Regions from separate parts of the Sus scrofa genome. Here region 2 is linked to region 1. A link is a contact called in public promoter capture Hi-C data. All regions are on one chromosome and are shown on one strand. The core of a region is the stretch at or near the end of the contact, and the rest is flanking DNA. Distances in the headings are between cores, read along the strand shown. Region 1 holds the start of SEM1 (26S proteasome complex subunit SEM1). Region 2 holds the start of DLX6 (homeobox protein DLX-6).

Region 1 (5,519 bases), core at 1,926-4,425:
ATGGAACTTTTAGGTTCCATTTGCTTGGGATAAATGGAATTATCTCCTATAAAATCCACTTCTAACTTGATTTCCTGTGAAGCTAAATGTAATCAACTACAGATCATGCAGTAAATGTAATCAATTACAGATATGACATGCAGGTAAAGACATAGTTCTAACTACAATACTTTGCTCTAGACTTGTGGAGGCCTTCCTCACCAGAAAGCTGAGTTGATCCTAAGGTTGTTTCCTTCATTCTACCCCTTTGCCCTGTGCCAGTCTAAATTTATGTTTTTTTTTTTCCATTTTCCTATGGGTAGTTTAGTGTGTTAGAAGAAATGATTCTTAAGTAAACTGTCTGCCTCTTCACACATTGAGACGGTTCACTTCCTAGCATCTAAGAAAAATCTTAGGATCTAATAACTCCACCACCTCTTAGCACTGTGCTTTGGGCCACATCACAACCTTTCTGTGCCTTAGTTCCCATAAGTACACAATGGATTTATTCATACTCACTTAATAGGGGGTTGTGAGGGAGATTCAGTAAGTAAATACACAGAAAGGAGTTGGCACAATACTTGATACAAAGTAAACACTAAATACATGTTAGCTATTATTATCTTATTGTTGTGGTGGTTGTTATTATCATTAACTTGTGGAGGTAATGACTTCCTTGCAAAGTATCTCTAAGCTTTCATTTAATAAATAAAACCCACATTTAGAGACTTTTAGGGTTGGTATGGAGGATCTGAGATATAAAAATTTAAGTCCTTTGTTTAATAATAGGTAACAGGTATGGATCACTTATTACACGTTAGCCATTAAGCTATGTAAATTGTACATATAATCTCATTTGAGCTTGTTATAACTCTGCAAGTAACTAAAATGTACTTCAGAGAAATCAAGTGATTTACCTAAACCCCTGACTAGTAGTAATTGAGTCTGGATATATATCCTGGTCATTCAAACACATATTCTTATGTGCTTAATTTAACTAAGCAAAAATGCTTTTTACACTTCAATAGCTAGCATTTTCAAGTTTTCCCATGTGCCATCATCATTAAAATGAGAAGTTGCTCATGTGCCATGTGCCAATATAATTAAAATGAGAAGTTATTTCTGTGGTTGCAGCACTCTGGATTTAATAAATCAGGTAAATTTTTTTTAAATTAGGGATTTAACATAAAGTTGTTGTTTTTTTAAATTATTCTTTTACATTGAATATATTCAGTTTTAGGAGAAAAATCATTACATTGCCATTGTTTCTTTTTCTCTTGCTAATAACTGATACAAACATCATCATATACCAGATTAAATAATAGGCCCAGGAACTAGAATTTGAAATGCTTGATTGAATTTTGATCAAAAATTTGTACAGCATTTTAAAAGTTGAGATATACACACTTCATATAACATAAAATTCAACATTTTGAAGTGTACACTTCAGTGGTTTTTAGTATATTCACTATGTTTTGCAACCATGATCACTATCCAGTTCCAAAGATTTTTATCACGCCACAAAGGAACTTTGTACCCATCAGCAGCTAGTCCCAAATACCCCCTTAACCCTCTCCTAAAAGTCCTTAATGTTTGTCTCTTTGGATTTGTCCCTGGGCAAATCTTTTATCCCTGCACAAACTGGCTGACTCAGACTTGTGATTTGTTTTTAATTCTTTGCTGTTTAAATCAAATTGCCTGCCCCAAACTTCACTGCCATATATTGCTGCCAGTGGTATATGTAATATGTACGATTGAGGGCATAATAGAGAGTATGAAACTCTAATAGGTACCACTGTCTACATTTACTCCCAAATAGCTTTTTCTTATATTTTCTCTTCTTTCATTTATTTGGCATTTACTCATAAAACATGCCAAATTACATATATTTTGAAATTAATCTGAAGATTGCTAAGGTTTTCAGTAATCAATACAAGACAAAATAGTATGATAAGAACCAACTTATTTTAAAAAATTTATGTCTAATTGGAGGTTCCCAAATTCTGGTCCAAATTTGTGCTCTTATTTAATTGCTCCATTCTCTGTATGCCCATATACTCTGTTCATTTCTCAGATAATGTTATTTCAAAACAGAGATTCAAATGTATTACTATGTTTCATTACTATTGCCGTTTATCTGTTTACAAGGCTGGGAGTGGCACATGAACTCCTTAGAGGAAGGCCTTTGTATAAACGTTTAATTTCTAGCACAATGCCTTGTAATTGGTATAAATTAATGTTGCTGAATGAAGGAATGGGATTTAAATATACAAACATAGGTATCAAAAAAAATTTTTTTTAAAGCTCTGCCTGGGGCACGTGTAAGTTCTGGGGTCAGGGATCAAACCTGGGCCACTGAGGTGATCCCAGCTGCTGCAGAGACAGTGACAATGCCAGGTGATTAATCAACTGCACCACAAGGGAACTCCTTAAAATTTACAATAACATCAAGTTATTATACATAATATATATATATGTATACACAAAATATTCTTTTGTAATAGTACATATACATATACCATATAGTTTTAAGTAGTTCACAACTATATTCAAAACGATATTCAACATCTGAAAAATTCAAAATGATACATTTTGAATGTCAGAAAATGTTACATATATTGAGCTTTACATAGCATCATTTTATAACTTGTAAACGAATTATTACACACACGCACACTCCATCTGGCATAGTATTTACCACGGCTTAATTATAAAATAGGAACACTGAACAGCGGAAAAGCTTGCACCTTAAAGTCTGTCAAACAAATTTGCATTTGGATTGTGTAGCACTACCTGAGTGACACTGGCTACTTCTCTCTAAACCTGAATTTTCTGTGATGTGGAGACGCTTAATACTATGCTGAGGGAACTGCTGTGAGGAAGGAGCTAATCCAAATTAAGGGCCTGGCACCTGGCTGGGGGCCTTTCGTGGATTTTAGCCGACACTGATTCCTCAGTCTAAACTAAGTAAAGGGGTTAATTTTTTTTTTTTTTTTTTTTTTTTTTTTACAAATTATGAGTTTTTCCCAGTCAGGGAAACCTACCCTGTTCTCAGTTTGCCAATTCAGAGGGTCCAGATAAGACAGCAAAGGCACAAAACAATCCACTTTCTAAACCGAAAGATTGCTAAACCCGCAGGCAGCGCTGGGCGGACCTTCAGTATCCCAGCATTCCTCGCGCTGCTCCCCTTGCTCGTCTCCCGCGTCTCTATGGTAGAGCCGGCCTCGGAAGGAGCAGCCGCCGTGGCTGTTGCGGGGAGAGAGTGAGAGTTCCAACTTTTCCACTGGCCTGAGAGGTTTGGGGAACCGAGGGTCGCGATGTCAGAGAAAAAACAGCCGGTAGACTTGGGTCTCCTGGAGGAGGACGACGAGTTCGAGGAGTTTCCTGCAGAAGGTAACCGGCTGGGCCGCGGCCTCTGGGCACGCGTGCAGTGACTCAGGCCTCCTGAGTAGAGGCAGTGTGGGCGGAAGGGTCCCGCGGAGCGGCTCCCGCGGAAGGTGTGGACCCAGTCTGCTGGCCCTCCGCGGCCGGCTTAGGGTCAGTGTGTCACGATGGGACTCAGCTTATCCGTGAGGCCGAACGCCTTTTGCTTCCTCATCGGAAGAAGCCACGGTGACCCTGGTTCCCCTAGTCCAGTATTACTCTTCAAACAGGTTACCCGCCACCTCGTTCGTGTCTACTTAACCTCTTTTCCCCTTATTATTTTTTAATTTGGTTTTGCAGCCTTCCTTTGCATTTAAACCTTCCGGATTCAGTTGTTGTTCCTGGTTAGGCCAGTACTACTTACTTTTAGGGCTTTACATATGAAGCCTGTTAAGTAGTTTGGGAGGATTAAGTTGGTGCTTAGTACACGTGATTGCCTTCCTCTTGTTCCTCACGCGTTTTTGATCAGTTTCATCGAAGAAACATAAGTTTAAGGATTTATAAGATCCTAAAACGTCAACATTTTTATTAGCATCATGGTTACCAAGAGGCACTTTAGGTTTCTCTTAGTAGGTAACAACAAATAGCTAATATTGACTGAGTTGCTAGTCTAAGTGTTTTGCTTGAATTCATTTTCACCAATCAAGCAAGTAGATACTGGTATTACCGTTTTTCAGATAAAAAAAAAAAAAAAAGAAAAAAAAAAACTGGAGCTTGGAATGGGTAAGAAAGTTGCCCAAACTCGTAATTGGCTAGAAATGATGGCCATCTGGCTCAATAGACACTGTCGCTCTTAAACTCTTTATATTGCTTCTGTTTGTTAGATCTGTTTGGTGCCAATTAGTTTTTCGGAATTATTGGCTCTATTGGCAAATTATTATACCTAGGATAAATACTTATCTAGTAAGAAAAGGAGGTTACTATTGGGTGGCCTTTCTGAAGCAGGAGAATTGTGGTTAATGGTGTACAAATCTGTTACACTAAGCAATTACTGCTTCATTAAAAGTGTCCTAAGTTGTATTCCATCATGATCCTACTCTACATAAAACCACATAACTAAGTTTTGTTCTTTTTATTTACACTGTGCTCAGTTTAGTTGAAAAAGACATTAGAGCGCATACTACACAAACTCATAAACTAACTCAAAGCACATTTATTTTCAGTTCTGGGATTCATTATGTATTGTGGGGATCTTTGGTGTTTGTTTGGGTAGTGGATTTATCTGTCCAGACATGTTTTCTTTATCTCACTTTCAGGTTGGTTCATGATTCTCCAACATTGAGTTATGTGGTAGAAAACTAGCTTGAGATTACGATACACTTTGAACTTAAACTTCATGTTTTAGATAGTTAGCATTTATTCATTGTTTTTCATGTGCAGGATACAGTGTTAGGCTCTTTATTTACATCATGCAGTCTAATTACCACAACTCTGAGGAAACTGAGGCTCAGAGATTTTTTAAAATTTGTTTTTTTTTTTTTTTTTTTTTTTAAGGGCCCCACGCATGGCATATGGATATTCCAGTCGGCTATAGCTGCTGGCATATACCACACCTACAGCAACGCCAGACAGAGCCATGTCTGCAGTCTACACCACAGCTCATGGCAACTCCAGAGCTTTGACCCACTGAGCAAGGCCAGGGATCGAACCTGCATCCTCATGGATGCTAGTCAGATTCATTTCCGCTGAGCCATTCTGGGAACTCCAGAGACTCAGAGAATATAAAGCTTGCCATGAAGTGGTCAACTCAGGATCTGAAAGGTCTTCCTGAGTCCTCAGCCCAAGCAAACTTAAACCTAAATCTCTGGTGTTTAGTGAAGTGCCTGGGACATTTGTAGGTGGTCAGTAAATACTTGTCAGAATGGGTGGACCGGTGTTTAAAATAAGTAGTTAGACTTAACCAATTCAAAAGGATATAAATATAACTCTGTGCCTGGAAGTTCCCCGTTGTGGCTCAGCGGTAATGAGCCCAACTAGTTAGTATTCATGAGGACTCTAGTATATTAATACCTCAGTGGATTAAGGATCCGGCGTTGCGGTGAGCTGTGGTGTATGTAGGTCGCAGACATGGCTCAGATCTTTTGTTGCTGTGGTGTAGGTCGGCAGCTCTAGCTCCT
Region 2 (5,519 bases), core at 1,456-3,955, 270 kb before region 1:
GCTGCGCACATTAGGTTGGGGAGCAAAACACGCTCCCCAGTTCCGGCCCAGAAATGTCCCCAGGTCACAGCCCGGAGGGGAGGAGAGAGGCAAAGCGCGCACAGATCCCGCAGGATGGAGAGCGCAGTGCCGGCCATCTGGTAGAGCGAAGCCCGCGCGGAGCGGGAGGCGCGGCCCGAGCTCCGCGCCGGAGACCAAGGAGCGAGGCGGGTCGAGCCGCGGGGAGGCCGAGGGTCCGCGGCGGCGGGAAGGGGCCCGGGGCAGCGAGGCCGGCAGGCAGGCGCCAGGCGAGCGGGCGCGCACGAGGCCTGGCCGGGGGCGCGCCGGGCTGCCTGGGGGAGGGGGCCGGCGGAGGCCCGGGCGTTGAGGAAGTGAGTGGAGCGGAGCGGGGCGGGCGGGGTGGGGGGCAGCCGGGAGGCGGGAGAAGCGAGCTGCCCCAGCGGCCTCTCACCTGTGTCGTCCCCTCGCGTCTGGGCGGCCGCGCTGCTGTTGTGGTAGGACTGGAGGTAAGGGCTGTGCTGCGAGTGGCTCATGTAGGGGTAGGCGGCGAGCGAGCGGTGGTTGTAGGAGTTGCCGCCGCCCGACGCATAGGGCGAGCCGTGGTGGTGGTGCTGGTGGTGGTGGTGGTGCGAGCCGGCCGCCGCCGCCGCCGCCGCCGCGGAGTGCAGGCAGTGCAGAGGGTAGTGCGCGCCTGCCATGGCCGGGGAGCTCTGCTGCGAGTGCGGCTGCGGCGGCGGCGGCGGCGGCGGTGGCTGCTGTTGCTGTTGCTGCTGCTGCTGCTGCTGTTGCTGCTGCTGTTGTTGCCCGAACTCCATGAAGGCGGATTTGGACGAGTCCTGGCCTTCCAAGCCGTCAGCCATCGTAGTCATGGTCATCATCAAAACTTTGGGGGCTGGAGAAAGCCTTCTCCCGGGTTTCCTCCACCCTCCCCCACTTGGCTCGCGCCGCTCTCCCCTCTGCAGCCACCTTAGCTCTTGGGATCCTTGCAAAAAAAAAAAAAAAAAAAAATTAAAAAGAGAGGGGGCGGAGGTGGTTCTCCTTCTCCCTCGCTCTTCTCTAATATATATATTTTTAATATAAAGAGATATAGTGAGCGGGGCCTTGTTAACTCAAAGGGAGGAGGAAGGGGGAGGGATGGGAGAGGAGAGGGGGGAGGGGGGAATCTACTCTCCCCCCCTTTTTCCCCCCTTGGATTTTTTGGGGGCTGGTGCAGTTTAAGGCAGAGATTTTAAGGTGGATTCTGCGAAAGTTGCGCGTCTGCTTTCAGACTTGATGCAGACGCCACGAGTCGAATGGTTTGTCTCCAAAGGGCAGCGCCTCCCCATTGGTCAGTCGCCCCCTGACGTCACAGGCGCACGGCTTCCACTGGTGTGTGCGCCTCTCTCCGAGTTCTTCGCCTACCTTTGGTAACTCCAATCCCAACCCCGAGCTGCAGCCGGGGGCCGCGCGGCTCCGAGCAGAGGCCTCCGGGGTGGGAGGTGCCTCAGCCCGGCCGGTCGCCGATGCCTCCCTCCACAGCTCACGTCTCCAAACCCCGAGCCTCGGTTCCCAGTACCGCAGCCCTGGAACAGTCCGCGGAGGGCTGCTCCCTCACAGTCCCCTTGCACCCTAGCAGGCTGCCTGTGCTCAGAAGCAGTGCCCTCTATACTTAAAGCAAGGCCCCCTCCCTTGACCTCCTCCCCCCGCCCCCCAGTCCCACTGCCGTCCCGCGGGAGCGCCCTGTCACCGTGGATTTTTCTAGACGTACTTTATTGAAACCATAGAGGGAAGAAGAACCCCCACACCTGGGCCCCACCCCATGGGTAAGGGTGTTGGGGGGGCTAAAGAAAAAGAAAAATCAGACCCTGTTCTGGCGAGGTTCCTGCCATTTCAGGCCGTATTTCCTATATATTGAACAAAAAGGGGTGAGAGAGACCTTTTTTTCTCCCAGAACACAGCAGCTAGTTATGAAAGCGAATCGTTGGAGCACTGACAGTAATGCATTTTTTCCTATTGAAAACAGAAGCTACTGTAATGCTTTCAAATATATGCAAATGATACATGCGGTTAGTGGTTTGGCAAATCTTGATTACAATATAAACTACCCAAGTAAAAGTGCCTTCGTCCTAAATTTGTCTCTCGATTACAATTCCAATTGATTTTATTTTATTGTCAACATTGTTAATGATAAAAATAGAGTCGTTTTACAGTTATTTTTACTTTCTGGAAGGAGGCAATTAGAGTTCTAATCAGGAATACACAAAAATCTCCCATGATTAACTGCAGTACTTTGTTCAAATTGCTGCTATAAAATTCAGAACAATTTGCCTGTAATGATTATGGACTGGGTTTATTTTGGGAGGTGGAATAAAAGTGGATATAGCATAAATTATCCTCTAATTATACACCAGTGTCGCCTCAATTATCCTCTTATCAAAATGGTTGTCTAACTGCCGCATTTAGTTTCAATTCTCTCCTTTTTTTCTATAAAAAGAACTTCATACCTTGTTATTATTAATCCATTTATTATTTGCAAGGGGATTTATATCCGCACATCCAGGTGGTAGAACCACTTCTCTTTCAAAGATGGACTGGGGAAAGACATTAAGTTCGGAGCAGCCCAGGGCTGCGGATCTAGTCTCTCTCCCTGTAGTCTCAAGATCCACTCAGGTCGAGGCAGCCGAGCAGAGACAGAGGAGCCCCAGCGTGCAGCTCAGGCCCGGCCACCAGGTAGGAAAAGCCGTACCGGGGACTGGGCGCCGAGGAGGGCAGGCCTGCTGCGCCCGCGTCCGGGTCCTGGGACTTTGGGGGTGGCTCTGGGACTCCGCACTGCTGGTCGATGGGGACAAGGCATGCAGACCCCCACGGGCTCGGCGCCAGCTTTCAGTCTGCGAATAAATGATTCAAAGCGAGAACCTTTGGCCACGTCGGGAAACATACAATCTAAGGGTTCCGGTCAACGCGTTTAGAGGTTGCATGGACTAGTGTGGGTCTCCCTTTGGGAAAACTACGGGGGGCTTCTTTGCACCCTGTTTTCTTGGACTCCATTAGTTGTCCCCCCCAAGGAACCTGAGAGGTGGGGGATTTAGTGGTGCCGCTTGCCGTTATAATTTCAGAAAATGTGGCTGCAGACACCCCAGTTCGGACGCTATTTCCATACTAGGCGAAGCAGTAGCGGCTTATGGTAATTGATTTTCCCAGCTCCCAGCTCGGGGTCTCAAGGCTTGGCTAGACTAGTTTGCCTTTTTCTTTTTCTTTCTTTATTTCCTTCTTTCCTCCATTTTATCAGAGGACTTTAAACTTACTGCCCGCGGGTTTTCTCCAGGGTTCCCAGGGTAGCAGCGTCCACTCTTGTCTCCCCCTCCTTTTCCTAGCCTGCCGCGCTTAACTTCTTGAGCCTCGGGAGCCGGTTCAGTAACTCTGAATTCATTTTTAAGTGGCATGCCTTGTTCCCCTACCTTTTAACAAGAGGTGCACTTTAACACGCGAACCAGTAACCCGATCCACGCGTTTACAAATCAGCAGTGAATTAAAACAACAAAAAACTTCAAGGAAAATGAAAGGTGGGCTCTTTAAGGGGGTGATGTGTGTAGGTGTGTATCTGTGTGTGTGTGTCTCGGGGGAGACGGCAAAGTCAGAAAAAGAGAAGGTCCCCCGCTCCCCTGGCAGGCTCTCCGTGCATCCCGGCTGCGCGCCGAGCTAGTTTGTAATATCCTCAAAGCTAGCAGGTAGACGTGGCAGTTTTATTGCTTTATACCCTGCAGCTTGCTGTTAACACAGTAAAGTCCCCCCTTAACCCTCGCCCTGTGCATGTGTGTTTCTCTCTTTATGCTCGCAGGTGCCCTGCTTTCCTCGCAGGCTCTCCCTCCTCCCCACTCTGGCTGCACCGGAGAGGGGCGGGTTGTGGCCAGGCCCGGGAAGGTCTCAGCACTGAGCACTGAGTTCCCAATCTAGCCCATAGCTGCCTCGATTTCCTTCTTCTTCTTCTTGTTTGCTTAATACCTGAAGAAGCCAGGAGGGCTGGAATTGTCCCAGTAGTAGCTAGGGGCTCTCATCCTTCCCTTATTATATAGAGTATAACATCCTAGCACTGTGTTCCAGAGGAGCAAGTGTGCAGCTGTGCTGAGGTAGCAGTTTTTGCGTAAGGTAAAGAACTACTGAGCGACCTAGATTAGCTCACACCACCAGATGCTGGGGAGTGGAGTGAGAGAGGGGTCCCTGCCTGCCTGACAGAGGTCTCTTTGCGCATTTGCAGGGTAGAATCCAAACCGCAGGCTTAAGCGTCCAGATTTCCAGCCGTTCCCTGGGAATAGTCAGCAGGAGAGCTAGTCTGGCCCCACACAGTGCGCTAAGGTGGCCTCTGACAAGTGGCTGCCACGTGTGGCCTCTGCCACCAGCCTCCATGAGAGGAGTTGGGTGCTCAGTGGCTGGCTGTAGCAGGGGCTGCTTCCCGAGGTCTCTTCTCTCCAAATGAACCCAGCATCTGGGCTGCCAAGTGCTTCACCCGGTGTCATGGGCAGGCGGTCATGAGCTGAGGCAAGTCATCCCTGGTTTGTTCTAGTCCAGCCCACACCTCTAGCCAGTTCTGAAGTGGCAAGAACTCCCCGACTTTTCAGGGCCTTGGAGCAAAGGCACACACCTCAGGGACTCCAGGCTCCAGTGCACAGCTTGCAGCAAGTGCCAGCAACCTGGCTCCTACCTCTTTGTCTTGCCTGCTGGGGAACCCGAGCTGCCTTTGGGGGTGGGAGGAGGGCAGGCTAGGCCGAAGAAGTCTTTATCATTCAAAATAGAAGGAAAGCCGGCAATCTGGAGACCTCAGGCTCTTTTAGAACCTATAGTAGGTAAAGCGTCATATTTACTAAGAAGTTTTAAAAGGCAGCTTTTGAGGCCTAAACTGCTTTCGGCTTTTTAAGACGTGGAAGTGTTGGGGCTTGCATTCTGGCCGTCAGTGTTATTTGGAGAAATACCAACTGATTGGCAACACAAGACCATGGGAGTCCGCAAGGAATGGGCTCTTTGGGTCAGAAAGGCCCCTGCTGTTCTATCTATGAACCGGTGTTTGCTGCACACATAGGTCAGGAAATATGTTGTGTGCCAGTGAAAGGTTTTGCAGCCCCTTCTGGGCTCTAGAAGTATATTCAAGCCCATCAGGACCTGGTTGGGCTGGGTTGCTAAGTTGGGCTCAGTTATCACGTTAATTCTAAAGAAATTAGACCTGGATAAATAGGCTTTGAATTCAAAGAAATAACTTGGTATTGATTTACATGGTCATGCTAAGAACCCCCTTCTCAACAGGAGATATAGGTGGAAAAAAAAAATTCTGCTAGTCTTTTCCCCATTCAGTGTAAAATTCTGTTTGTGTATGTGTGTAGGAAAAGGGTGCTTGATATCCTGGAAACCCAGGCACCTTTCCTCCCTCCCCTAACACATACACCTGGGAAAGCTTGGGGGGAACATGAGAGCTGCCTCTTTTCCTTTCTTAGCCCAGGCTAGTGAGGGTATCTTCAGGAAGAGGCAAAATTATCAGATTATTCAGGAAA

What was found. Promoter capture Hi-C pulls out the DNA fragments that hold promoters and counts their contacts.
Region 2: a promoter capture Hi-C map of liver shows a contact between it and region 1, with 2.7 times the contacts expected there. The contact joins the promoter of DLX6 here to the promoter of SEM1 in region 1. A contact is called at or near these places in 1 of 5 promoter capture datasets (liver) and 2 of 47 Hi-C or Micro-C datasets (epiblast stem cells and fibroblasts).

The regions. Positions count from the first base shown.
Region 1 is chr9:76,346,917-76,352,435 of Sscrofa11.1, reverse strand. It overlaps SEM1 (26S proteasome complex subunit SEM1), which reads left to right and starts at 3,175. Exons shown (of 3, transcript XR_305553.3): 1 at 3,175-3,372. LOC102167654 (a long non-coding RNA gene) reads right to left here and starts at 3,133. Exons shown (of 4, transcript XR_001298958.2): 1 at 3,024-3,133.
Region 2 is chr9:76,620,675-76,626,193 of Sscrofa11.1, reverse strand. DLX6 (homeobox protein DLX-6) reads right to left here and starts at 2,705. Exons shown (of 3, transcript XM_021063385.1): 1 at 452-2,705. The coding sequence starts at 878. All of the region lies in intron 2 of LOC110255475 (a long non-coding RNA gene), which reads left to right.